2 separate regions of the Pan troglodytes genome follow, and region 1 is linked to region 2. Evidence: chromatin contacts called from public capture Hi-C data. All regions are on one chromosome and are shown on one strand. The core of a region is the stretch at or near the end of the contact, and the rest is flanking DNA. Distances in the headings are between cores, read along the strand shown. Region 1 overlaps REEP1 (receptor accessory protein 1). Region 2 has its middle 35 kb from the start of REEP1.

Region 1 (4,092 bases), core at 230-2,729, 150 kb before region 2:
GGAAATTCCTTCTGGACACAGATACCTCCTGCCTGGCAGGAGGGAAAAAAGACCAAAAGCCCTCAGACCAAGGCAAAAACTGCAGAAGCAGCCTGGCCAGCTCCACCCCAGCAGCAAACTCCATGACATGGAAGTGGGGTGGGTACCGGTTCGAGACTGTGCCTCTGCATATGCTGTACCCTCCACATCCAGGTCCAGGGCTTTCCCTGTACTGATGGTTGTGGGTGTCAGAAGGTGGCCCAAAGTCACCGTGAGATCCTCAGGCATCTAACAACCCAGGCCAGTTATCCAGTCTGGATTCACTGAGGCTGAGCAATGAACTCACACTTACCAAAATCACCATCATCACTATAATCTCAGGACTGAAACCAAAATGGCTTTGTGCATGTTCTCCACTGCAAGGATTGCAGGGTAGAAAAGAAATGACCCTCCAGCCCAGTAGGAGTGATGGTTCAGGGACAACCCAGATATCCAAGCAGGAATAGAAACAAGTGCTCAGCCCAGCAGAGGCTGGGAGCAAAAGAGGCCAGTGTGGGCAGTGAGGGAGCCAGAATAGCCTCAGGAAGAAGCTACAGAGAGAACCTCCTAAGAAGAGAAGACATCTCCTAGTCACCGTGTCCGCTGAGCATTTCTGCCAAGAGTGTTGTCTATAATATTTGCCTTACTCTCAGAACCAGTGAGAATAAACATTCTAAATAAGACAAGCTTCCACGCCTCTAGCTGGCTGTTGCACAGTGGACTGAATCTCTTAATAATTGTATTTCCCTCTTTGCAGTGGTTTCAAGGAAGCCAGGTGTCTCAACAGTCTACACCTTGATGGCATGCATTTAAAATGTCCTTCTCCCCACTGATTCCATCTTACTTGCCCACTCCCTTTTCCCCATGCTTCAATTTTCTTACTTTGATTTGCTACTTTAGATATATTTCCACAAGTAGACCTAACTCCTTTTTATATCAGGAAGGAGTATAAATGGAGAAATGAACCCCACAGAACATAGTCCCAAAACAGGGGCACCAGGAGGAGCAGGAGAGTGAGTAGCTGGGTAGAAAATCCCATGCTCTGCCTCCTCCGTGTTCTTGTCCCTGAAGATCTAAAGATTGGTGACCCAACAGGTCCTTACCCCTGGCAACAGGCCTGAAAGAGTATTGCTATCCACATCTTAGTACTCTAATTGGCTCCCAGAGACAATGTGTATGGGAGGAGGGTCTCCCGCCCAAGGTCATGGCCATAACAACTTGCAAACCTCAGGTGATGGTGGCCACGGCCTTGAGCCTGCAGAGCTGCCACTATGATGCCCAAAGCTGGGTTGCTTCTAGGAAAGGGCAGGGTCTCTGCTGTCTTCCACAGCAGGGGAATGGGTGTGTGGCCTTGGCTGATGTTTCTGTATTAGCAAATGTGTCAGCAGGGCTACAGCAGCCAGGGCTGCAGGCTCCACCTCTTCTCTCTGTGGGGAAGGGAGGGAGGGAGAAACTGGCAGAGCCTCTCAGCCCTTTAAAGGCCTGTGTAGCCTGCAGTGGGCCCAGGGCTGCCCCACCCCTGCAGTGCAGCAGAACCTCCCCCAGGTTAGCAAAAACATCCCACACAGCACACATTAGCGGGAGCATTAATGGAAGGCAGCAGATGTCTGCAGAAGAGCACGCCTGTCTGGAACACTTACATCCACGTCCCCAACAGCACCGAGGAGAGAGAAAAGAACATTCCGTTAGAGAAGGGTCTTTGGCACTAAAACTCACACGTGTGCACCATGCACACATCCCCATCCACACACACTCACACACAGACACACTCACATACACACATGTAGACACACACATGCTCACTCACTTCCCATGCTCTAAACCTCAGGCAGCTCCTCCTGCTATAATCAGAAGGACACTGCCCAGAGGCCACACTCAAAATGCAATTCTCTCTCTCTCTCTCTCTCTCTCTCTCTCTCTGAGAGGACAAAAAGGATGACTGCTTTTAAAAATTATGTCCTACATGCTTGATTTTAAAAGGGGGGGAGGGACACCTCTATGACTAACCACACAGGTAGTAATCCAGAGTTCAGTTCTATATGACATAGAGGTAGGCAGAGAAAAAAAAAAAGAGAGAGAGAGAGATAATAATAGACACACAGAAAAAAAGAGACAAAGACATGCAGAAAACAATAGGGAATCGGTTGACAAATGGGGCAGGAACAGAGCAAAGATGGGAAGAGAATGTTCTGGCATCTGAGATGTGCAGCTTAGAATAGAGGCTGCTGCCCCTGGGGCCTCTAAGCTCTGTCACTGCCCTAAAAGGCACTTAGCAGCCTCCGAAATGCCTCCTTTCCCTACCCCCATCATGAATTAAGACCTGAATTTACAACTCCTAGAAAATGTTCCTGTCTGCTGAGGGATCCTGGGGCTCTGCATGGCCCCAGAGGTAATTTGAATCTTCCCAGGCTTTGGCCTGAGTGAGCGCCCCTTGTGACAACATTTCAGGGGACCAGGAGGAAAGTGTCCCCGACAACTGTGAAATCCTCTTACTGCTTAAGAGTCAGCCTATAGCCCCAGGTGCAAGACAGACCTCCCCCAACACCATCTGCCACCACTGCACAATCCAGTAGAGACTGTCAGAGCTGGGAGGACCAAGGGACACCTCATGGAGGGGGAGACTGAGGCCTGCAGAGTGCAGGAGCTTTCCCAAGGCCTCAGAGGGAATGGTGTAGGCCAATCATCAAAGGGTTCCTTGCATGCAGACCTGAGAGCCAGGGCACAGGTATTAAGAGGCCCTTGGAGAGGCGGAGGCCCAAGAAAGGAAGGGCTAGGGCAACAGCTTCCAGGTCTTGAGGCCGCCACCAGGCCTCACCTGCTTCCCACTGTCCAGCAACCCCCATCCCAGCAGCTCCCAACCTGCTCGGGGATAAGGAACCAGAACTTGGACACTGAATCCTGGACACACTCTTATGCACATGCAGCCTTCCAGAACTATTCAGTTCCTACAATCAACCACAGCTCTATTGAAATGCACTGGAAACACTGTGTCTGATCATGAAACCACCAGATGTCATGGCAGGAAGGGCTTCTGAGAGCAGCACAGAGCAGTGTCAGGGGAAGAATGGAGGACAGGGCAGCCACTCTCCCCGACCCCCAAGTGCCAGTCTCCCAGAATTAGAGGCTTTTGGAATGGCTCACAGAATTTGCAGACTCAAAACTACAGTGTGAATAGACAGAAATCCCTGCAATTGCCTGGAGCCACTGGCACCGCAGGGTCATTTCCCATGAACTAGTGTGTCCACCAGGCCAGCGTCTAGTGCCCGGTGCTGGAAACAGCTGAACGCAGCCCCTTCATTTCCAACTTGGACCAGGAGGCCCCACAGGGACACAGGGTTAGTCAGAGCTGGGCTGGGACGCTTGTCTCCACCTGCAGCCCTGCTCAGACTCCTCTGTCAGTTCAGTTTGGCCTTATGGCCTCCAGAATCCCCAGCTTTTTTCTTTTTTTAGATGGAGTTTCACTCTTGTTGCCCAGGCTGGAGTGCAATGGCATGATATCGGCTCACCGCAACCTCTGCCTCCCGGATTCAAGCGATTGTCCTGCCTCAGCCTCTCGAGTAGCTGGGATTACAGGCATGTGCCACCTCACCCGGCTAATTTTCTATTTTTAGTAGAGATGGGGTTTCTCCATGTTGGTCAGGCTGGTCTCGAACTCCCGACCTCAGGTGATCTGCCTGCCTCGGTCTCCCAAAGTGCTGGGATTACAGGCGTGAGCCACTGCGCCTGTCCTAATCCCCAGCTCTTCTATAAAGGACTTAAAAAGCTGAGCACTGAGAGCCTTAAAAATAAAGCAATGCAGGGAAAACAGGACACGTCACATAATGCAGTTTCCTGTCTTGCTCACTGCCGATGTGGGAGGGGCATGTCATGCCTCCGCGGCACCAGGGCTGGAGCAAAAGCTATATTAGGCACCTTGCATGCCTTCCTTCCTCCCCTGACACCAGCCAGCAGGCTGCAGGCCAGGCACGGCCCCTCTTGCCTTCCAAGCCTAAGGCAGCTTCTCTATGGGGAGCCAGGCAGTGTGAAAGGGGCACTGGATTAGTCCAGGACCCTCACTAGTCCCTAATGTGTCTA
Region 2 (3,860 bases), core at 1,222-3,721:
CAGAGTTGCTTAGGTGCTTGCCAGCACAACTTGCTGGAAGTCAGTCTTCTAGGGTGCTAGGGAAGGCTGCTCCTAGGGAGGTGTCAGTGGAGGCACTCCACTATAAAACTACCACAGGTGGAGTGCCAGGGGAAGCTGCTGGCCTCCAGGTGTTGCAGGAGCCTGGGACTGGAGAAGCTGTGCTTGCCGCAGGAACCTGTTGAACTAGGCAGTACACTGGAAGCAGGAAGCAAAACTCTTTCCTCCTGCAATGTCTCTCCAGCGCCCTCTACTCACAAAACTTTCCTTGGAAAAAGAAAAATATTTATAGGTCCCAGCTTAATTTTCACAGAGCAAGCAAAAAGGGTGAATTTGGAGTTGAAAAGCGATGAATTGGTAACTGGGACACCCCATAACTATCTTAGAAGGTTCAGGACACTCAAAAAGGGTATCGTTTGATTCCATATTACCTGTAGAAAACAGTTTAATCTTGTCTAAGTTTGGAGTTTAAGCAGGTAGAGGCTTGCCTGATGGGTACCTGGCCATGTGTGCATCAAAAACTTTATAAAAATTGATGCCTTTTCATCTAGGACTTCCATTTCTAAAGACAAGCAGAGGTAAACAGTTGTTCATTGCTGTGATATTTATTAGAAAGACAGAAAACGTGCTTAGAAGTCTGATATCTGGGGAATGGTTCAATAAGTTCTGATGTGTTTACAAGGTGAAATATAGGTCATTAAAATGATATTTTAAAATAATTTTTAATGGAATGAGAATATACTCATGGTATAATGTAAAAAGGAAAAAAAGAACATGAATAGTATCTGTGGTACATTCCCAATTATGTTAAAATGTAAAAGAGTGTGTGTGTATGTTTAATAAAACAGAAGGCATGATAATGGTGTTTATCTCTCTGGACGGTGATTTTTATTTTTCTTCTCCATGCTTGTCTATATTTTTCATATTTCCTAGACTGAGCATGTGTTACCTTTATAATTTAAAAAATGTGAGCATGTTTTAAGGAATATGTACATCTCCAGCATTCAGTAGCAGGAGAGAAGCCTGGCTTCACGATTCCTTCTGGAAGCTTACGTTTAAGATCTGATTTTTCTTCAGGAGTACAGACTTTTAACGGCCTGTTTACAGCTCCACTGGGGTGTGGGTGGAGACAGAGATCTTTCTGCCCATATCATTTCCTCTTCCTATATCTCTTGAATCTTTCCTTCCTTTGTGCAGAAGGAGAGAGAGAACAAAAATATGCAGCAGTGTGATAACATGGCCTTCATAAAACTCTGCTCCTGACAGCAGCCACTGTGTATTTACTGACTGCAGAACTTCCCTCCCTCCTGCTCAACCCTCCCTCCTCCTCTGCTAGATATTTACCAATTCATTTGTATCCGATGTTCCTTCTGAAACAATCACTGGGATAAGATGAGATTCTCTTTTTCTGAGGTTTTCGCTTGCCAGAACAGCATTCCAGAATTCTGGTTTTGTTTTTCTTTTTTAAAAGAACTCAGTTATGGTGAAGATATGCATGCTGCATAATGATAAAATAATCTAACTTTCAAGTCAAATAATAAAATATATTAATCTATATTATTTTAATAGCTTCTTATACAATAAAAAAGCATTGAATTTTCATAGGACACTTTTAATAAGTCACAGTGTGACCAAGTCCTTCCTCTTTTCAAGAGTCTGATGGAAGGCAGGCAATTTAATAACAGATATCACTGAGGAAACATGAAAGAATAAGATGAATGGGATAGCTACCGGGAGAGTTGTTTAAACTATCAACCAATATGGCCCCCCTATACTCACACACACACATGGTCACACACACATGCACACTAGAAAGGACATGAAACTCCTCTCTGGCCTGTGGGGGCAGAAGACAGCTGGAGAGGAAGCAAGACCTCAAATTAATTGAAATTTCAATACCCACACGAGGCTACGGCTCCTGTTTGGACAGCATAAACAGAGGCAGAGTAAGTTTGGAGAGCTGAGAGCAGAGGAGCTCTGTTTGCTCTTTCTCTCCAGAACTCTGGTACCTCACAGGAGTGTCTCATGCCCTTTTGCAGTGGAAACTGTAGCGTGACAATGACTGAATGGGATGCCAGGGACACAGGGGTTCTGGGACAGTCTTACCTGTGTTCCCACGGCTCTTAAGTGGCATGAGGGAGCTGTCACATTTTTCTGAGCCTCCCTTCCCCAAGAAAGATACAGTAGTTAGATTTTAAAAAAGGAGAGAAATGCTAATCTCCAGGATCCCTTTGCCTTGAGGGAATACCGGGTAGAAAGTGGTGTGAACTCTATGACTGCTATCATATGAGACCAGACCAAGACTGGAGGCCTGGCTATCATGGGTTCTGGGGCACTCCTCCCATATCCCTTCTCCAGGGCAGATGCTCATCTCTCAGCTGCTGAGAATACTGGTTGCTGACCAGTATCCACTGGGAATTGCCCTGGCTGTGGGGAATTGGCCCCCGGGTGGGAGCAGTCCACACATAGTCAGTGACTGGCTGATGTAGGGATACAAAAGCCAGCCTGTCCTGCTTCAATTTGGAGCAATCATAAGGCATTGTTCCAGCTCAAGAGCTCCCCCTGGGATCTAGGATCTGTCACCACATTACAGGACGGTTTCTATCTCTCCCCGTTCCTGCCTTCCTTGTTCCCTTATTCCCATCTGCAAGACGCATAACTGCCAACACTTTCCAATAACCCCTCTGTAAGCCTTTTTCCATCTCAGAATGTGAATTCATTGTAATATAGTTGGTGCCAGGAGTGGTCCTAGGAAGCCAACTGTAAAAAGGGATTTTGCAAATGGGTCATTTGCCGGCTAGCTGGCAATGAGGATCCTAGAACTGGTGGCTGAGCATATGCATGGGACAAGAGCCCCAGAGTGTGCTGGACAGGTAACATTGTTCTGATCAGCACTAACACAGCTCCTTGGAGGACATTGCAGGGTCTCTGGCTTGCATTTTGAGAAGCCAGTGGAGGATTTTGAGTACAGAAGTGATTTAACCTCACTAATTTACAGGGAATATAGGGAGAAGAGAAACATGTTAAAAGACACCAAGGGGAAACAATCAGCAAAAATCCAGGCTGGCAGAAATCCTACAGGATAAACAATGTTGTTTGATTATGTAAAAATATCTTGAAAGATGGAAGACACTATAAGCCAGGTTAGATGACATAAGTGTGTCTACGCATACAGCAGCTCAGGAATGTTACCCAAGAAACTGGTAATGGATGTGCTGGGACCAGATGTAGGCAGCTGTAATACAGAGTGAGGAGGAAAATTACTTTTTGAAGTATTTTCTTTTTTGCATGTTGTTTACTTCACCACCCTATCCAAATAATTCTATTTTGGTATCAAGTAATTGTATTATTTCTTTGGAAACAATACCAATAAATAAATATATCTTTTAAAAAAGATAGCAATAGACTGGGAAAATCGACATTAATATTCCTAATATACAAATATTTTCTACAAGTCAATAAGAAGAAGATGAACAGCGAAACAGGAAAAAAGCTATTTATCAATCCATCTTTTTCGAATGGTTTTGATGAATCCCAAGCACGTGCCCAGCACTATTCTACATGCTGAGGATAGGGTGCTGAAGTAAACAAACAAAGACTCTGCAATCCAGAGGCTAACATTCAGTAATGGTGGGGTGTGCAAGGAAGAAGAGCACGTATACAGGCAATTGACAGGAGCAGAAATTCTAATGGTTATAAAGAAATAAAAAATTCTCGACCTCAAAAACAAATATATACAAAATGAAACAGGAAGACATGATTTTAACCCATTGAGTGTCAAAGATTAAGTAGACCTAGAGCATCCATCCACAGTGAGAGTGGGGGAATTGGAACTCCTTTGT

Evidence for each region. Capture Hi-C pulls out chosen DNA fragments and counts their contacts.
Region 1: a contact with region 2 is called in a capture Hi-C map of stem cell-derived neural stem cells, with 6 times the contacts expected there. The contact joins two enhancer-like sites. A contact is called at or near these places in 3 of 7 Hi-C or Micro-C datasets (induced pluripotent stem cells and stem cell-derived neural progenitor cells) and 1 of 1 other capture datasets (stem cell-derived neural stem cells).

Annotation. Positions count from the first base shown.
Region 1 is chr12:36,526,883-36,530,974 of NHGRI_mPanTro3-v2.0_pri, reverse strand. All of the region lies in intron 6 of REEP1 (receptor accessory protein 1), which reads right to left. Among named protein-coding and RNA genes, the nearest start is that of MRPL35, 24 kb to the left of the region's middle. Within about 2 kb of position 1,479, at least 11 of the 24 cell types and tissues checked have an H3K27ac peak or open chromatin away from gene starts, as enhancers often do. A contact at or near this core is called in stem cell-derived neural stem cells, where this site is marked.
Region 2 is chr12:36,378,487-36,382,346 of NHGRI_mPanTro3-v2.0_pri, reverse strand. No RefSeq gene overlaps it. Among named protein-coding and RNA genes, the nearest start is that of REEP1, 35 kb to the left of the region's middle. Within about 2 kb of position 2,471, at least 2 of the 24 cell types and tissues checked have an H3K27ac peak or open chromatin away from gene starts, as enhancers often do. A contact at or near this core is called in stem cell-derived neural stem cells, where this site is marked.